2 separate regions of the Zea mays genome follow, and region 1 is linked to region 2. A link is a contact called in public Hi-C data. All regions are on one chromosome and are shown on one strand. The core of a region is the stretch at or near the end of the contact, and the rest is flanking DNA. Distances in the headings are between cores, read along the strand shown. Region 1 holds the start of LOC100193029. Region 2 holds the start of LOC542315 (starch branching enzyme 1).

Region 1 (5,009 bases), core at 820-3,319, 820 kb before region 2:
CAAAAGTTGAGTTTGACGACAATCCATTACCCAATGGCACCAACGCCTTGGAGTCATTGACTGATGGTTGGGAAGACATCACGTTCAAATTTGTTGAAATTGCATTGACACCTGGTGTATGAGAATTGTAGCCTGGTACAGGAGCTGAATTCTGCACTGAGATTCCCGCACTGCTAAGGTTGGCCTGTGGAGAAATACCTCTTGTTGGAGTTTGTGAAGTTGCACCCAACGGACTTGCACTTCTCTTACCACTGAACCAATCAGTTGCTAGACTTGGTGTGGTTGAGCTAGTATGGTTTATCCCAGTGGGACCACTTCCTACGGGTGGCCTTGAGGCAACTCCCTGACCATGAGCAGGGGGCGCAGTGTTTGCATTTGGAGGTTGTGGTGGCCTGACTTGTGGATTTGACGATATACCAGGAAGCCCTTGTGTCCCTCTTACGACAGGAGTCTGCTGAACAGGACCTGGTGCTTGAGTGGCATTCGGGAGGTTAGCTACGCTACTTGCCTGAGGAGCAGCTGTAGAAACATTTATCCGAGGAGCAGGGATTTTCGCAGCAGCTGGGCCGAATAATGCTGATCTAACAATATCAGGTGTCAATTCTCGGCCGCTCTGAGCTACTGTGACAAGTTTGAGTGCATTGAAGAAGTCTTCACGCCCAAGAAAACCAGACCGGTTTTTATCAGCATACGTCCAAATCTGAACCGGAGAAGAGAAAAATACAAAGCTATGAGTGGAAGTAAACAGAAATGAAGTGTGCGCAGTTCAATAGTGTTTGAGTTACTAATAATAATAACAGCATCCCAATAGATTGCATTTTGCAAATAAATAAATAAATAAATAAACCACGATTGATTGCAGAGTAGATTCGGATAGCAGAAGTGAAATGTGCAGGTCTGCTGGGGTCCAAATAGGGATGGATCCAGATACTTATTCAGATATTAATTTTTTGGTCTTCTTTCTTCGATTGCGAACGAATGTAAATTTATATTCTTGTTTTCAGCAATGAGCTAATTAAGATTCATAAAAAGTAAACCCCAAAATTGTTCTATATATTTTTAAATAATTGATATAAAATTTGGATACAGATATGAATTCGGATTCGAATGTTTTTTCACCTTTTACATCGTAGTGAGAAAATAATGCAAAAAAATATATACAAAATTTTATTCTTGTCTTCTATAATATTCTTAACAACATGACTAAAATTTAGCACTAAATTATATTTATATATATATATATATATATGTTAAGATATAAAAATTGTCATATAATTCGGATGTTTAGGATCCATCCCTGGGTCCAACGAACGGGCTAAACGTAATCTTGTACTCCGCTCAGATTGGATCCTAAATGCAAATTAGGCTCATGGCGCTCAAATGGAAAGCCCCAATCTGTGGCCTAAACCTTGGTTCCCGACACTTGGTACTAAGCAAGCAAGCACAACCGTTGAAACCCCACTCGGTGTTCCAAGCTTGGATGAGCGAACCTTGGTATTACAGAAACATGACAAGCAAAGTGCGAGCTAGAGTGCCTAATTACACAGCTGGATCAAGGCAGGAGTAGCAGGACACATTTAAGCATGAGCACTGAAAAGTAACTTAAGGTTGATTCCTTGGGAAGTAGTGGGATACAGCGACATCCATCCATAAACCAAAATGAGCAACGCGGGATCCAGAATCTCGGCTCCCGTAGCCCAAGGGAGCTCGAAATTCCGACCGAGCAACTAGGCCGCACCGACCAGGCACCCTGCGATTCGAACCGCACGGGGGGTGGCTGGACTGCACAGATCGCCGTGGTAGGAGCGGCGCGGCGCTGGGGAGGAGAGAGAGGAGATCTGAGGACCACCTGCGCGAGGACGGGCTGGGGCAGGCCGGAGCCCTTGAAGAAGGCGACGGCCTCCTGGCCGCTGATCCGGCCGTCGCGGTCCAGATCTGCGGCGCGGAAGTAGGCGTCGAAGGCCGCCTCCATCGCCCCCCGGGCGTGGGCGATTGGGCGGTGGGTGTCGCCGGCGGCGAGGGCCACCGGCCCGGCGAGATCGGGGGCGCGGCCGCGGGGGAGTGTGCGCGGGTCGGCGTGCGGTGCGGGTGCCTCCGACTCCGATGGTTGTCTTGTGCCCGTCCCGTCCGGAGATGTGTTGGCCTTGGTTTTCTACCTCAGGGACCTTTCTGTAAAACTGCCCGTACAAGTGCTTAGTGCTAACCATCTTCTACTCTCTTGACGGTGGCGAACTGACGACCAGCCTTCTTGAGGGAGTTAGTGATTTTAACAACCAAACTCAAGTGTAAAATGTTCATCTTGGAGGTGGTTGTGGGATAATGTATGTATGTACCATAGCTGACAGCTGTACAATGGACTGTGCTAGTACTAGTAGTGGGGATGAGAGAGCTTCACCTAATCTCTCACACACACAACACAAAGCTAGTGGGTGTTTATGATTGCTCTAAGTTCCAGCATGTTGTAGTTTATAATCTAAATTTAAATGTTTTTAAAAAATATGAAGGAATGACTTATTTAGATGTCTTTTAAGGGTTTGCAACTCCCAACTCCATGATTTTCTAGAACATCTAATAATTTGCTTCACTAACTCCACCAAAATTTCCGGAGCGGGGGACATCTCAAACAGTGCGTCGGTAACTAACAGTTAAAAGCTACTATATACTCCCTCTGTTTTCACATGATTTAGTCGTTTTAGATTGGTTCTAAGTCAAGCTATTTTAAATTTAACCAACAATATATAAGATTAAATTATTTTATGCTAGAAGAATAAGATATTATGGCAGTTCAAGTCATGATAAGTCTAACAACTTTACTTTTATGTTGTAAAAAATTTTTCGATATAACCGGTCGAAGTTAATAATGATTGACTTAAGATAAATTCAAAACAACTAAATTATACAGACGGATGGAGTAGTAGAGTTAACCTGAAATTCACAAAGATTATATAACGACGATGAGGTGATAGAACACCATCCATGTGGTTTTTGGGACCCACTGGCGTTGTCAATTTAACTCGCATGTGAGCAACCCGCGGACAGACTACCACAGTGTCTCTGCAAATCAAAAAGGGAAAAGGAAAAGAAGCACATGTCGCGGTGGGTGTACGTACGGTACTCGATCCGAGGCGTTTGTTTTTGTCCACATGAACACGTTTTTTTCTTTTCTTTTCTTTTGTCCTAGATTAATATGACGCTTCATACACCTCGCATTTCAACCTACATGAGGGCAGCTTCAGTTTCAGTTCATTAGTGGATTTTGTCAGCTTGGCTTAAACATATCGAGTAAGGTGTTTTATTTTGCTTATGCGGAAGCGATTCGTTTATTTGATGGCAATTCCAGATTATACGTACAAAAATTATTATCTTTTCGTTAACATATATATTATTGCGTGCAACACTGGTCGTTGGTCGTATATTATTGCGCCAGCATCCCACATCTTATCCATGCTCCACTTCAATTTAGCGTAATACTTGGTCAAACATAAGATAATTTGTCTTGTTTTTTTTGTCAAACATGAGATAATCTGTAATTTCCTGGAGAAAACTAGAACGTCATTTTGTTCAGACAGAGGGAGTAGCAATCATGTAGGAGTATGCATCATCTGTGCTAGATCCACCAGCAGCAGCAGCAGAAGAGAGAAAAAATCTAGGTGCACCTGTGGCCACCAGGTCCACCACCATCACTCATGCTTGCCATACCAGCAACAGTACCCATGCTGCTCCCAACTTTCCTATCACCACCAGGTTATCACAAGTCAACTGAATTCTGGTACTAGCTAAGCTAGGCATGGTGTCTTCTCCAGCCACACCATGGTGCTGGCATCAAACACAGACAAACACTCAACTGAATTCTGGTAATCTGGTTACACATGGTGCAGGTGCCACAACATGCAGGGCGCCCTCAAGACAGTAGTCATCACTCATCACCATCACAAAATATACTCACATGTGAAAACAAATAGGATCTAACATCTTGCAATTCCAATGGCCCTTCCATGTTCAGCCACCCATGAATATTGTGATCGGTATAAAAAACGATCTGGAAAAGTAACATCATCCAAAGAACCTGAATGCTAGTCCATCATATTTTGGGCATAAAATCTAGTGAACCAAATCAGAAGCATGCATGCTAACATCATATGCTGGAGTTGGGAATCTACTCAGAAGCAGCGAAAACAGAGGCTCACACATCAGTCATGTTCGGTCTTATTAATAACATTAATTATACAACAATTTCTTTCTAGCTCGTACATGAAAAGAGCAATTACCTCGACTAGTAGTTACAGGCAAATAGGACTTCTTACCTGTTGTCATAATCCCCTGATAATTTAACAGATATCTGCACTAACCATGATAGTGTAAAGGACACCAAGAAACACAGGCAAAAAAAATAGTATCTGAGAGCAATGGTGCCATTTATTAAAACGATGTATGCATAGCAGGTACATCTACATGATTATGCCACACTCCCTACCACTAGTGACATCAAATGGAAGCAGGGGCAGAAACAGTACAGTAGAAATACCCAATAATCTATATACCATAAAACAAGCACATTCGTATGAAAAATCAAAGCAAACGTGAGATCTACCAAGAGAGATTTACCTCCGCTTTCCCTCCTCGTCCGAGTAGCAACTTGAACATACAAAAACCTCACAACAAGCGTAGCTAAGACATGCATCCGCCGAACTATACGCTATGGTGCCTCGCTAATCAGCTTTCACCGAAGCAGAGGTCTCAGCCGCCGTAGGAGGCGGCACGCAGACCTTGTGCAGCACCTTGCTGTCGGAAGAGCAGTGAGATGTCTTCAGCTTCTTGATCTTCCATACGGAAGTTATCTTCGGTGGCGTCACGCCTTCGCCACGGCCCTTCGTATCTGCAGGGCCTGCAAGCCTTTCTGTTCCATTCCCATTTGGGTTTGACCTTCCTTTTCCTTTTGAGTTTGGTTTCGATTCATCGAGCGTGATAGAACGTACAAAGGGCTCTGTTTGTGTGGCCTCTTCTGGTTC
Region 2 (5,313 bases), core at 755-3,254:
GTCAGCTAAAGTGAAATCTCACCCGACCAATCTTGCAGATTGTGAATGACTTGAAGTTTACCGTGAACCATGCTGTGGAACCCATCAATGAAAAGCTGCACATGATATCCGAGAACATCAAAAAGCGTGAGAAGGGAAAGAGGAAAACGAATGATGATAGCTGCATCAGTTCACCAACATCCTTGACCAGGGTCATCAGTGGGATTGATGATCCGCTCCTGAACGGAAGCTTGAGTGACAACAGCGGTCCAAAGAAAGCACGGAGGCAGCGCAGGAAATCAGGCTATGCAAGCGCAGAGAGCGGTGGGGAGAGCAGCGACCATGGCCTAGGCGGGTTTGAGATCCGAGGGAACAGATGGATTACTAGGGAGTGACAGCTAGGAGCAATCTGTGGAGATACTATGTAAATGTCACAGGAGTTGGCCTGTGGTGATGTGCGATAACCGGGCCAGTGGGTTCTGAGCGTAAGACGAGGTCTCTAGCAATGATATGTTGTAGCGTGACTAAATCGAGATGAGCAATCAGGTTGTTGTCTGTTGATTCTTTCGGCTGACCATTTCGGCTGCTGAGGCCTTGATCCTGTATTTGAGATGTCAGGCCTACTTAGAGCAAATGCTGGAAGGAAGCAATGTGCCTGTTCTGAGGTCCCTCCAGCATCACTTGTAATTTGTAAAGTACTCAAGTACAGACTAGAACTAGTCATGCATACCAGAAGAATAGATAGATGTTTCAGAAGTTGAGGCCTGAGATGCCGTGCCACTCTATTTGCTCTGTTTCATGCTTTGCCGTTATTATATCACTATTTTCACTGTTCATTCTAAGGCCGTTGTCACACGGGTACCAGAAGAGCAGAACACCTTTTTACGTTCCTTTTGCTGCTATGGATGGACTTCGAGAGTTCCTTGAGAAAGCACTCTCATCTATCTTTCCAATTCCTTGTTTCCTTGTGGATCCTGATCACTGAAGATGGCCATTTGATTTTTCACTTTTCAGTTATATATAAAGTGAAGACGGTTGTCTCACGCAATATGTGAAGTGCAAGATGAGCTCTACACTGCAAGGAACCCCAAGAAAAAACCACAGGTAAGTTTGTCTGATTGACAACGGCTAGAGCTGTCTGACGATGCAGATGACTCCGCATGTTCATTCATCACTTTAATTTGTTAGAAAAGCTACACAAAAAGCACATCAGAAAAAAAGAAGAAAAAGCTATTTAGTGGTACTACTAGTTGCAACTTGCAATAATGATGATGATAAATCTGCACAAGCCATAGCTATGCTATATGCTATAGCTATGTATATGTACACAAAAAATACATTTTTTGTGCTATTTTTTTTACCGCTAGTATAATATCCATGTCTTGCTACAACACACAATCATATTTAATACCTATAAAAAATAAATTTAATATTAAAATAAACATATGGTCCACACCATATATTAAACTGCTAAAAACAAATATTATAACTCATTTGATCGTTCATCCTCTTTCGGTTAGTGAGGTGGACAGTGAGAGCGCTGCATCGTGTTATTGGGTTTGACTGGTTTCTCACGGCTCATCTGTGTTGTAACGACCTATCTATGGTCAAACAAACTATTAGGATTATTGTTAGGCGAAAAATGAGGGAGATAAATAAACCTATAAGCAGGACACATGAAACATATGCTTTAAACAGTAGAGATTAACAACATAAAATAAAAAAAGGCAAACCGGGAAGCGTGCAAGCCCAAAGGCCAATCGGCCCAGAACCAGCTCCACGGTTGTTCGTGTCCGCCCACGTGGCACGCCCGGCCATTCCGGGCCCACAGATCCGGCTCAGGGTCATGTGCCACTGCCATGGCCCCCTCCTTGTCGCAGCGGCAGATTGCGACGGGGAAGAAAGGTGAGGAGACCAAGCGAAAAAAATCACGCTTTCATTGCGAGGGGGGAGGATAGGGAGGAAGACGCCAAGCCAGCTCCAGTCCGGCACCCGATATAAAGCGGCAGGCACTTGGATTGCTGACGAGATGGGACTCACACGCCGTCACAATGCTGTGCCTCGTGTCGCCCTCTTCCTCGCCGACTCCGCTTCCGCCGCCGCGGCGCTCTCGCTCGCATGCTGATCGGGCGGCACCGCCGGGGATCGCGGTAAGCTGCGGCGATCCGGGGGCTGGTGGATTTACTACTTTTGCTTTTTTTTCTTCTGTACTGATGGTTCATAGTTTCGCAGGGTGGCGGCAATGTGCGCCTGAGTGTGTTGTCTGTCCAGTGCAAGGCTCGCCGGTCAGGGGTGCGGAAGGTAGATCTTTCCCCAGATTAGAACACGTTGTTACGGACAAAATGGAATTTGGTAGTAGTTTTGGAGAGAGAAAAAAAACTCTGGAATTTGTGGATTGGGTCTCGCTCTCGCTTTGGATTTGGCTCTAGTGCTTTGTTATCAGTAGTAATCATTTTACCAAGTCTAGCGGATCTCAGATTTCAACTGAAGTTGTTTAAATTTTGGTGGTTGGTTTTCTTCAGCCATCCTAATCATTTATTACATAATAATTAGTTGAAATAAAGTGCTATATTTGATATTTCTGTGGTTGCTGCAGCAGCTAATTAGCTTCACTACATTTTCACGTGTTAGCTTCTATTGCTCGTGTAATTCTGAATCTGGCTTTAACGCACTGTGCAAGGTCAAGAGCAAATTCGCCACTGCAGCTACTGTGCAAGAAGATAAAACTATGGCAACTGCCAAAGGCGATGTCGACCATCTCCCCATATACGACCTGGACCCCAAGCTGGAGATATTCAAGGACCATTTCAGGTACCGGATGAAAAGATTCCTAGAGCAGAAAGGATCAATTGAAGAAAATGAGGGAAGTCTTGAATCTTTTTCTAAAGGTTAGGCTTAATACATTCAAATGCTAATACAAGGACCATTTCACAATATTTATAGCACCTGCCCATGCCGCAAAATATTATCTGCATCATCAACATTTCCGGATTTTGTATTTTTTTCAGGCTATTTGAAATTTGGGATTAATACAAATGAGGATGGAACTGTATATCGTGAATGGGCACCTGCTGCGCAGTAAGTTCTAATGTTGTCATGCAAACATGATGTACTGGCGGGGTATCGTTTTTTCCCATTTTGCTTGTGAAGAGATATCGTCTGATAGTAACTATATTAAAAAAAAAGAACAGCTAAAACACAGGAGAGTAATCAATGTTTGGGAGTAGAAAACTGTTCGGATATTTCATTCTTGTGCAAGACTGTCATGTCTTAGCTGAGGAGGCTATTTTTTTTCTTGCTGTGATTACATAATGCTGTTTTCTTCTTATGACAATATACTTTCCACTATTTTAATAGATTGATGCATTTGACTTGAGTTTTTTACTCATGGGTGTAGGGAGGCAGAGCTTATTGGTGACTTCAATGACTGGAATGGTGCAAACCATAAGATGGAGAAGGATAAATTTGGTGTTTGGTCGATCAAAATTGACCATGTCAAAGGGAAACCTGCCATCCCTCACAATTCCAAGGTTAAATTTCGCTTTCTACATGGTGGAGTATGGGTTGATCGTATTCCAGCATTGATTCGTTATGCGACTGTTGATGCCTCTAAATTTGGAGCTCCCTATGATGGTGTTCATTGGGATCCTCCTGCTTCTGAAAGGTCTCTTTCTACTGTCCTGGACCACATTGTAAACTTAAGCAATAGACCTTAGCAGACAAAAATATATGACAAAATTATAGTACCTTTTACCTCTGGTTTGCAGGTACACATTTAAGCATCCTCGGCCTTCAAAGCCTGCTGCTCCACGTATCTATGAAGCCCATGTAGGTATGAGTGGTGAAAAGCCAGCAGTAAGCACATATAGGGAATTTGCAGACAATGTGTTGCCACGCATACGAGCAAATAACTACAACACAGTTCAGTTGATGGCAGTTATGGAGCATTCGTACTATGCTTCTTTCGGGTACCATGTGACAAATTTCTTTGCGGTTAGCAGCAGATCAGGCACACCAGAGGACCTCAAATATCTTGTTGATAAGGCACACAGTTTGGGTTTGCGAGTTCTGATGGATGTTGTCCATAGCCATGCAAGTAATAATGTCACAGATGGTTTAAATGGCTATGATGTTGGACAAAGCACCCAAGAGTCCTATTTTCATGCGGGAGATAGAGGTTATCATAAACTTTGGGATAGTCGGCTGTTCAACTATGCTAACTGGGAGGTATTAAGGTTTCTTCTTTCTAACCTGAGATATTGGTTGGATGAATTCATGTTTGATGGCTTCCGATTTGATGGAGTTACATCAATGCTGTATCATCACCATGGTATCAATGTGGGGTTTACTGGAAACTACCAGGAATATTTCAGTTTGGACACAGCTGTGGATGCAGTTGTTTACATGATGCTTGCAAACCATTTAATGCACAAACTCTTGCCAGAAGCAACTGTTGTTGCTGAAGATGTTTCAGGCATGCCGGTCCTTTGCCGGCCAGTTGATGAAGGTGGGGTTGGGTTTGACTATCGCCTGGCAATGGCTATCCCTGATAGATGGATTGACTACCTGAAGAATAAAGATGACTCTGAGTGGTCGATGGGTGAAATAGCGCATACTTTGACTAACAGGAGATATACTGAAAAATGCATCGCATATGCTGAGAGCCATGATCAGGTACCCTGCATTATATAATAACTTTATAAGGAAGTATAGTTGGATGCAGCAAAGTATTTTATTTCCTTGTGGGGTAGACAACACATGGGGCAAGTATCTTTTAATCAGACAGTACTATATTTCATCACATTTCTATCCTGATTGCTAGTAACTGGATTAGTTATTCATAAAAAATTAGGCCCTCCTAAGCATGTTTAAGAATTTGCAATCACATATGACCTGTTTATCTTATACTGGAAATTAAAATCATGCAAATTTTCAGTCTATTGTTGGCGACAAAACTATTGCATTTCTCCTGATGGACAAGGAAATGTACACTGGCATGTCAGACTTGCAGCCTGCTTCACCTACAATTGATCGAGGGATTGCACTCCAAAAGGTTCCATTCTCCTCAAGTTCTGGTTGAACCTGGTTTTCAATAATTCTTGAATGAGTTCCCTCAATATACCTTGCTTATTGTGTTCTGTACACTCCAGATGATTCACTTCATCACAATGGCCCTTGGAGGTGATGGCTACTTGAATTTTATGGGAAATGAGGTGAAATCTCGGTCTTTTGAAAAATGTTTCCCATTAATAAGCCTGCATAAACCTTTTGTATTTTTTTTCTATTTGAGGTTTCAGCATTTAGAGTCGACCCTCTATTTTCTCAGTAACTGAA

The links. Hi-C and Micro-C count contacts between places; a contact is called where the count stands out from the background.
Region 1: a contact with region 2 is called in a Hi-C map of ear, with 2.1 times the contacts expected there. The contact joins the promoter of LOC100193029 here to the promoter of LOC542315 in region 2. A contact is called at or near these places in 2 of 25 Hi-C or Micro-C datasets (ear and tassel).

Annotation. Positions count from the first base shown.
Region 1 is chr5:66,026,278-66,031,286 of Zm-B73-REFERENCE-NAM-5.0, reverse strand. It overlaps LOC100193029, which reads right to left and starts at 2,069. Exons shown (of 13, transcript NM_001347132.1): 1 at 1,850-2,069; 2 at 1-700. The coding sequence starts at 1,972. LOC103626480 reads right to left here. Exons shown (of 2, transcript XM_008646889.4): 2 at 4,392-5,009. The coding sequence ends at 4,710.
Region 2 is chr5:65,202,581-65,207,893 of Zm-B73-REFERENCE-NAM-5.0, reverse strand. It overlaps LOC542315 (starch branching enzyme 1), which reads left to right and starts at 2,004. Exons shown (of 14, transcript NM_001111900.1): 1 at 2,004-2,129; 2 at 2,212-2,280; 3 at 2,660-2,867; 4 at 2,988-3,057; 5 at 3,377-3,643; 6 at 3,747-4,653; 7 at 4,916-5,032; 8 at 5,130-5,192. The coding sequence starts at 2,031. LOC103626470 reads left to right here. Exons shown (of 9, transcript NM_001368267.1): 9 at 39-543. The coding sequence ends at 374.